Linked DNA regions of Sus scrofa: region 2 is linked to region 1. The links are chromatin contacts, called in public HiChIP or PLAC-seq maps. All regions are on one chromosome and are shown on one strand. The core of a region is the stretch at or near the end of the contact, and the rest is flanking DNA. Distances in the headings are between cores, read along the strand shown.

The links. HiChIP or PLAC-seq counts read pairs in DNA pulled down with a chosen protein or histone mark.
Region 2: an H3K27ac HiChIP or PLAC-seq map of skeletal muscle shows a contact between it and region 1. The contact joins two enhancer-like sites. A contact is called at or near these places in 9 of 47 Hi-C or Micro-C datasets (blood, embryonic fibroblasts, epiblast stem cells and 4 more) and 1 of 2 datasets of contacts at active chromatin or transcription factors (skeletal muscle).

Annotation. Positions count from the first base shown.
Region 1 is chr2:48,551,019-48,555,554 of Sscrofa11.1, forward strand. No RefSeq gene overlaps it. Among named protein-coding and RNA genes, the nearest start is that of ZBED5, 71 kb to the right of the region's middle. Within about 2 kb of position 1,828, at least 6 of the 83 cell types and tissues checked have an H3K27ac peak or open chromatin away from gene starts, as enhancers often do. A contact at or near this core is called in skeletal muscle, where this site is marked.
Region 2 is chr2:48,705,168-48,709,703 of Sscrofa11.1, forward strand. CTR9 (RNA polymerase-associated protein CTR9 homolog) reads right to left here. Exons shown (of 26, transcript XM_021083325.1): 18 at 4,041-4,157; 19 at 3,752-3,897; 20 at 2,362-2,433; 21 at 1,453-1,588; 22 at 873-1,019; 23 at 71-228. Among named protein-coding and RNA genes, the nearest start is that of CTR9, 22 kb to the right of the region's middle. Within about 2 kb of position 2,359, at least 3 of the 83 cell types and tissues checked have an H3K27ac peak or open chromatin away from gene starts, as enhancers often do. A contact at or near this core is called in skeletal muscle, where this site is marked.

The sequences.
Region 1 (4,536 bases), core at 578-3,077:
TGGGAAACACAGGATACTAATAGCCCAATGGGCAGGAGGCGGCTGTTGCCCCTAACAACCTCCCACCAATCCAAGTGAGCCTTGCAATATTTCTTCCAGACTCTGAAAAAAATCAGCCCTACCGGCTGAGCAAAGGTCACAGCCACCCACCCCTACCACCCCACTAAGGCTGGTCACCCAGTGGAAGAATTTAAGCTCCTCGGTTTTTGGCTTGTAAAATGATAGAGTTCAGGAGTTCCCATAGTGGCCCAGCAGTTAAGGAAGCCCACTAGAATCCATGAGGTCGTGGGTTGGATCCCTGGCCTCGCTCAGTGGGTTAAGGATCTGGCCTTCCGTGAGCTGTGGTGTAGGATGCAGAGGCAGCTGGAATCCCAGTTGCTCTGACAGTGGTGTAGGCCAGCAGCTGAAGCTCCGATTGGACCCCTAGCCTGGGAACCTCCATATACTGCGGATATGGCCCTAAAAAGACAAAAAATGAAATAAAAATAAGATGATAGATTTCAATGGCAGAGCATGCGAGGAAAGTAATTCCTTTGGTAACTGTGGTCTCAGGACCAGAAGCATCTGAGAACTTTTTAGAAACACACATCCTTAGACCCCATCTCAGATCTACTGAATCAAACTCTAGGGGTGGGCCCCAGCAATTTGTTTCAACAAGCCCTCCAGGTGAGAGTCATGTACACCAGTTTGAGAACCGCTGCCTTATAAGAAATCTGAGCTGTGCTTAAAAGGTGGAAAGTCTGCCATTCATACCAAAAAAAAAAAATAATAACAATTGCTCAGAATATTGATTAAAAGTCTGTTTGGGAGTTTCCATTGTGGCTCAGTGGAAACGAATCTGACTAGCATCCATGAGGATGCAGGTTCATTCGATCCCTGGCCTCACTCAGTGGGTTAAGGATCCCTCTATGCCATGAGATGCCGTGAGCTGTGGTCGCAGGCATGGCTCGGATCCTGAGTTGCTGTGGCTGTGGTGTAGGCCAGCAGCTATAGCTCCGATTCCACCCCCTAGTCTGGGAACATCCATATGCCATGGTGCTGCCCTTAAAAAAGTCAATGTTTCAAACCAGACTGGCAACAAAACTAAAAATATTAGGGGAAAGGGTCACTTTAGGCAACTTTCTTTTTTTGTCTTTTTAGGGCCACACCTGCAGCATATGGAAGTTCCCAGGGTAGGGGTCGAACTGGAGCTGCAGCTGTCAGTCTACACCACAGCCACAGCCACATGGGATCCGAGCCACATCTGCAATCTACGCTGCAGCTTGCAGCAACATGGGATCCTTAACCCACTAAGCGGGGCCAAGGCTTGAAGACGCATCCTCCTGGATACTAGCCATGTTCTTAACCTGCTGACCCACAATGGGAACTCCAAGACAACTTTTGTTCTTACGATGATAACTGGGCTTGCTGCGCAAACACAGCTTCAAAACAAATCCCCAACCCTTCCTTCCAACCCCATTGCTGCTTCTTCGCCTTTCTACAAAAACCGTGGACCCTCCTGTTTCTCTGCCCCACTCCAGCCTCCTTCCTGCCCTCCCTCCAATTATTACACCCAGGCAGTAGCGCTCCTATTCTGCAGATATAAAACCATCCTGTTCCCTTCCTTCAGACGATCCTAATGAACTTCCAATGTCAGAACTGTACATTGGGACCCTCGGAAGCAAACAATCCGCCCTCTCCTGGCCTTCTGTCCCCTCTGCCCTTCATGCCATAGTTAGTGCCCCTCCTTCTCCAGTGCTAGATGCTGGCTGGACGGGCTAGCTTAAAAGCTCCCACTAGCCCTTAGCTTTTAGCCAAGGGGTGAGAAGTCAGTAGTCTGCGGAGTTTAGGGTTTAGGTTGAACTGGAGGGACACCATGTGGCCATACCTGGTATGACACATCAAGCCAGGAGGCTTCTGTTCTCTTTGTATTGTTTTCCTACGGATTATGAAACAATGCCAAAGGTTTTTTTTGTTTTGTTTTGTTTTTAAGAAAGGGAAAACGTTCGCCTGCAATCCTTTTAACAGTATTATTTGTATTTGCTCCTGCTCTTAAATATTTTCAGACATTTAACAACTACAACACCCACTCCATGAAGCATTCCTTTCTTTCCCTTTCTTTTTTCATCAGCATCTTTCCATGCTTGTTCGAGGTTTTTGCACTTGTTTTCATCAACCACAGTCAATTGCATGTTAGTGAAATGAAATGGAATGAAAAGGCATTAAATTTTTTGGCAAGTATGTGTTTAAATGCCCGATACCTGCACAGGAAAGGGTTCAAAACTCAGCTCTGCTACTTACCAGCTGTGTGATCTGGGGCATGTTTCTTAACTCCTCTGTATCTCAATTTCCTCATCTGTGAAATGGGGGAGAGGGAAGAATATTAACTACTGCACAGGGATGTTATGAGAACAAAATAATGTGTGAGGAGACACAAGCCAGAGCCTGGCCAGAACCCTGACGTCAGCATCATTATTATAATTTTTAAATGCATCCCTGTGGGAACCATCACAACTGATACAGCTGAAGACCTCGTGTGGATAGGAGCCCTGAAACTGAAAACCTGTGAGCTGACTCATAGCTAGAAAAAAATAAAATAAGGCAGCCTAGACTTTAGATACCAGCACCTTGGATCAGGCCAACAGGATCCTGAGCCACATCCCCCTGTCCCCACTCCTCAGCATCACTACCAAGTGGTTGGTCCCTGGTTCCAGATCCTCCCCATTGCCACAGGCCCCAGGTTCATCACCTACAAACAAAAAAAGAGGAGTTCCCATTGTGGCTCAGCAGTAACAAGCCCAACTAGTATCCATGAGGATGCAAGTTCGATCCCTGGCCTCACTCAATGGGTTAAGGATCCAGCGTTGCCATGAGCTGTGGTGTAGGTCACAGATGCAGCTTGGATCCTGCTTTGCTGTGGCTGTGGTGTAGGCTGGCAGCTGTAGCTCTGATTCAACCTCTAGCCTGGGAAGCTCCATATGCTACGTGTGCAGCCCTAAAAAGCAAAAAACAAATAAAAACAAAACAAAACCTGCCTAAAAATCTGCCAAGCATTCTGCCCAGAAACTTCTCTTCAGGAAATCATCTTGCTGCCAAGTGAGCCCCAATGAACAAAAGAAAACAAGAAAAACCCAGAAGCCCTTTAGAAGAGGATGTAAGGGGCTCACTGGCATCCTCCAGCGAGTCAGAAGCACATTTGGTGAGCAAGTCTTCCTGAGATCCCTACTGTGCATAAGACTGGGGGACAGAAGATAAAGGAGGCCCTGCTTCTGTCCTCAAGACCTCCTCTTTTGGTAAGAGAGAGGCATAGACATAGGCACATATAGCAACCATTCATAATTTCATAAGTTATAATTCAGGGCTTTTCAAGATGCAGTGGAGTTTTTTTTCTGTGGAAAGGTTCATTTGTGCCCTATGTTAGATTCCAGGTATAAGTGATATCATATGGTTTTTGTCTTTCTCTTTCTGACTTACTTCATTTAGTATGAGAGTCTCCAGTTCCATCTATGTTGCTGCAAATGGCATGATCTTGTTCTTTTTTATGGCTGAGTAGTATTCCATTGTGTATATGTACCAGTTCATCTTCATTCATTCATCTGTCAGTGGACATTGAGGTTGTTTCCATGTCTTGACTATTGTGAATAGTGCTGCAATGAACATACAGGTGCATGTGTCTTTTCTGAGGAAAGTTTTGTTGGGATATATGCCCAAGGGTGAGATTGCTGGGTAATATGGTAGTTCTATATTTAGTTTTCTGAGGTACCTCTATACTGTTTTCCATGCGGTTGTACCCATTTACAAGAAACTCATGGACTTAGAGAACAGACTTGTGGTTGCCAAGGGGGAGGAAAGGGAGTGGGATGGACTGGGAGTCTAGGGTTAATAGATGCAAACTATTGCATTTGGAGTGGATAAGCAATGAGATCCTGCTGTATAGCACAGGGAACTATATCCAGTCACTTGTGATGGAACATGATGGAGGATAATGCAAGAAAAAGTATATATATATATATATGACTGGGTCACTTTGCTGTACACTTTGTAATCTACTGTACACTTGCTGTACAGTAGATTACACTGTAATCAACTATAATGGAAAAAAATCATATAAACTTAAAAAAAAAAAAAAGAGGGATTCTCATCGTGGCACAGTGGAAATGAATCCAACTAGGAAGCAGGAGGTTGCGAGTTTGATTTCTGGCCTCACTCAGTGGGTTAAGGATCTGGCATTGCCGTGAGCTGTGGTGTAGGTCTCAGATGCGTCTCAGATCTGGCATTGCTGTGGTTCTGGCATAGGCCAGTAGCAACAGGTCCGATTAGACCCCTAGCCTGGGAACCTCCATATGCTGCAGGTGCGGCCCTAAAAAGGCAAAAAAAAAAATGCAGTGGAAACAGAAGTGAGGCACTAATTCTGCCCTGAGCAGTCAGGGAAGGCTTCACAGATCTTTTAAAGGAGGATCAGGTTACAGATGAGACTAAAGCAGAGCTGGATCCATTAGAAAACTGGTTATTATATTGCACAAGAAGGCCTGAACTAGGACAGGGCCTTGGACTAGC
Region 2 (4,536 bases), core at 1,109-3,608, 150 kb after region 1:
GAGTCGTTTCCGCTGCGCCACAACGGGAACTCCAAACCCAGTGATTTAAAAGGCTACTCCATGATACCACCTTCTCCTCTTCTTCTTCTTCCTCTCGCCACCCTCCTCCTCTTCGCCTTCTGGCTCACTGCCACTGCCCTTCCTTCTCTTCTTCTTTTTGGATATTGGCAGGTCATCGTCGGTGTCATCGTTGACAAATTCATCAAACTCTCCTCCCTTCTTGGACCGCTGGAATCCAAATAAGACCACCGTCAGTGCCTTCCCGGATGGTGGAAGGTGGCTGGCACGAGTGTTGGGGTTTGAAGGAGGCTGCGTCCCATCCCTCCTCTAAGGCGTGTTGAAGAGGTGTCTGGTGAGGCCCATACTTTAAAGACGTCTAATTGGGATGAATACCCCCAAAGGCAAAAATCAACTACAAGGTCGAGACAAGGTCAACTAACTGTACTGAGATACACTCAAATTCACTTCTAAATACTAGACACCATTTAAAGTAGTCTCTGTGTTGGAAGACTGTCTCTCAGCAGAGGAGGCCAAAGCTCAGGACTAAGTACTGAATGAGTCTAACCAATTAACTTCATTTTTTTTTTTTTTTTTTTTTTTGTCTTTTTAGGGCCGCACCTGTGGCATATGGAGGGTCCCAGGCTAGGGGTCAAATTGGAGCTGCAGTTGCTGGCCTACACCACAGCCACAGCAACGCTGGATCCGAGCCGCGTCTGCAACCTACACCACAGCTCACGCCAACACCAGATCCTTAACCCACTCAGTGAGGTCAGGGATTGAACCTGTGTCCTCATGGATGCCAGTGAGATTTGTTTCCGTTGAGCCATGACGGGAACTCCCTAACTTCATTTCTAACTGGAGGCATATCTTACCCGGCCACCACCGCCACCTCGTTTCTTTTCTTTTGTTGCTTCAGTCTCTCCAGTAAACATAAGAATATTTTTGGTCTTCTCTACATACTGGGCTCGCTGTTCCAAAAGTTTCTTTTGCTCTTCTTTTTCTCTGAGACGTTTCTCTTCCTATGAGAAAAAAAAGGGTAGGAAAAAACTCATCAAAATGTTCTTATAACCAAAAAAATCATGACTACCATCAAAAGGACTTATTCTTTTTTTTTTTTTTTTTTTTTGGTCTTTTTGCCTCTTCTAGGGCTGTTCCCGCGGCATACGGAGGTTCCCAGGCTAGGGGTCGAATCAGAGCTGTAGCTGCCAGCCTACACCACAGCCACAGCCACGCCAGATCCAAGTGGTGTCTGCGACCTACACCACAGCTCATGGCAACACCGGATCCTTAACCCACTGAGCAAGGCCAGGGATCGAACCCGCAGCCTCATGGTTCCTAGTTGGATTCGTTAACCACTGAGCCATGATGGGAACTCCAGGACTTCTTTTTTAACATACAAAGTGTACGTATGCACATCTTTAGTTCTAGTTTAACTGAAAATATAATAAATACCTGTTCTTTGAGAAGCTTTTGCCTTAACAGTTCTTTCTCTTGCTCTTGTTTGGCCCGCAACTCCCTTTCCTCTTCATCTTGTTTGCGTGCCCGGGCCACGTGGTACTGGGCCTGGCTCAGCAAGTCAGAGCATTGCCTAGAACATTCCAAATTTAGAGAAATATGAATGTAGCCACAATACTTTTAATTCAAAGACTCAGAACGTCACCTCTTCCTTATACACATTTGAAGCAAGATCATTAGGTGATACCTATGGGGAGTCTTAATTAGCAAAATTAACTTAGTTTTGGTCTTTTGTCTTTAAAAGGCCGCAAAGGAGGCATAATGGAGGTTCCCAAGCTAGGGGTTGAATCAGAGCTACAGTTGCCGGCTTATACCACAGCCACGGCAACGTGGGATCCAAGCTGCATCTGCGACCTACACCACAGCTCAGGGCAATGCAGGATCCTTAACTCACTGAACAAGGCCAGGGATTGAACCCGAGTCCTCATGGATACTAGTCAGGCTCATTAACCACTGAGCCACATTGGGAACTCCTAACTTAGTTTCCTATAAGCCCAAATTGTCAGCTATGTTACGTTTCCAAATTGTTACCGTCTTCCCAAAACACAGCTAAAAAGATTCCCAACATTAGTTTCACATGTGCCTCAGAATCAGGAATCTTGCTTCTGACTACCTAGCCGATGTGAGTGAAATAGAAAAGCATTTTCCCATACAACTTAAGTACTCAAACTAAATTAACTTTGCCACATTCCCTGAAAGGACCCTTAGGAAAAAGCCTTGGTGAGGTTGGAGAGCCCCAGAGAAGAATGTGAAAGACTTGCCTCTGGAAAGTCAGGAACCTGCTCCCAGCCCACATCGATATCACTGCCTCACTCAAAAGTCACCTTCCCTAAATAGTAACATTACCTGGCTTCTGTAGCAGCGAGGGCCAAATCGAATCTCATTTTATCTCCCACTTTACTCAAGTAGCTGAAGTATCTAAGTGGAATGAGAAAATAAAATACTTTGAAAAAATTAATGAAACAGACCCTTTAGATTTTTAATCTGTTCTACAAAAATAGTCTGACAGAAGGCTTACATACTGACTGAACTTAATGAATACTTAATACTTAAATGAATGTATGCAATACATGAAGGGCTGTCATCTCAATAGGAAAAATACATAAAGTAACTCACTTAAAAAGGATTCTCATCAATACACCACTTGATAGTAGCAAGTCCATGAAGAGAAGCAAAGTTATATTTAACAATTATCAGGAAATTCACAAACAACCAAAAATCAATCCAAGCAACAAATATTTACTAAACACTAAATTTACTAAATATATCAGCACAGAAGTTAGGAGGCTTAAGCCATGAAAGTATTTATAATCTACTGGGCAAGGCAAGAAATGCTGAAGCAAGAATTCAAATAAGGTTGGACAAAACCTGAAGAGATGTTAGGTTTTAATTTTACCATATACTGAAATACAAATAAATACTAAAAAACTACATAAATTTTGAGCTGAGTCAATTAAACTTATTCAGTATTGAAGAGGAAAGGCCTTAATCTTAGCTCAATGAAAATGAGTTATCTCATAAAAAGACACTGGTATAGTAAGTAAAACTAACATAAGCAGAGTCTAAAAATTTCTAGTGTGTAAAATGCTGGGTCATATTATTGTCAGATTAATGAAAAATCTAGGGCAAGCTTGCAAAGCTAGCTAGTCAGTTCTAGGGGCCAGGCTAGAAGATCCAAATCTAGCAGGACTTTGGCTATGGTTTGGCGCCACCTGATGGCAGCTGTCTGCTTTGGCTTAAAAATTGCGGGAATGATTCTAATAGCAAGCGATTCTCTTGAGGGTAGAGATTTTCTTCTTCTTCTTCTTTTTTTTTTTTTTTCTTTTTGCCTTTCCTTGGACCACTTCCCGCGGCATATAGAGGTTCCCAGGCTAGGGGTTAATCGGAGCTGTAGCCACCGCCTACGCCAGAGCCACAGCAACCGACCGAGCGACCAACAGTCACGGCAACCGGATCGACCACGCGCAACCTATCCACAGCTCACGGCAACGCTGGGATCTAATCACTGAGCTGACCAGACGCAGACCAGCAACTCGGGATCCGAGCACGTCTGCAACCTATACCACAGTCACGCAACGCTGGATCCTTAACCACTGAGCAGACCAGGACGAACCTCAATCTCATGGTCCAGTCGATCGTTAACACTGCCCACGAGGGAATGATTTTTCAGCACCTTTTGAGACAGAAGGATTTAAAGAAACAAAGAGTTTCAAAGTTTGTTCCTACAAAATCTTACCTGTGTGCCAGCTCCAGTTCTTTCACAGCATTAAGTACTTCCTTCAGATTACTCTTTTCATCTTTCAGGACAGAGGTAGCTAATCTTTGCAGGACCAAGGCCACATTAAACATAAGAACTGTATCACTGGGTGCCACATGTCTAGCCTATAAATAAAAAACAAAGCAGATCTTTTATATGATCTAATGGCATGAAAAGGATTTTAATCAAATAGAGTGTCAAGTATGTGAGCATGCATACAACAGAGTAAAAAATTCAATGCAGCATAGAACTGAGTTCTCCTTTTTACCTTCAGCAAAGTCTGTTTGCATTCCTGTAACTTGCCACACTTGAAGAGGGCCCGGGCCAAATAGAGTACAACTTCCGTGTTCTGGTGCTTATAGAACTTTCGGAGGCAGTTTTCATACTACAATAAAAGAAATATGCAACGAAGAGTACATGATAGTCATTTTGTATAAAAATGTCAAGAGATTTTAAAGCCATATGAGAAGGAGTTTTATTTTTTGAATGGTTCATTTCCCAGACTAATTTGAGAATGACTTTTTATTATTTTTAAAATTAAAAAAAATTTTTTTTTTGTTGTCCTTTTAGGGCCGCACCCTCGGTATATGGAGGTTCCCAGGCTAGGGGTCAAATCGGAGCTACAGCTGCTGGCCTACACCATAGCCATAGCAACACGGGATCTGAGTTGTGTCTAAAACCTACACCACAGCTCACAGCAATGCCAGATCCTTAGCCCACTGAGCAAGGCCAGGGATCGAACCCACAACCTCAGGGTTCCTAGT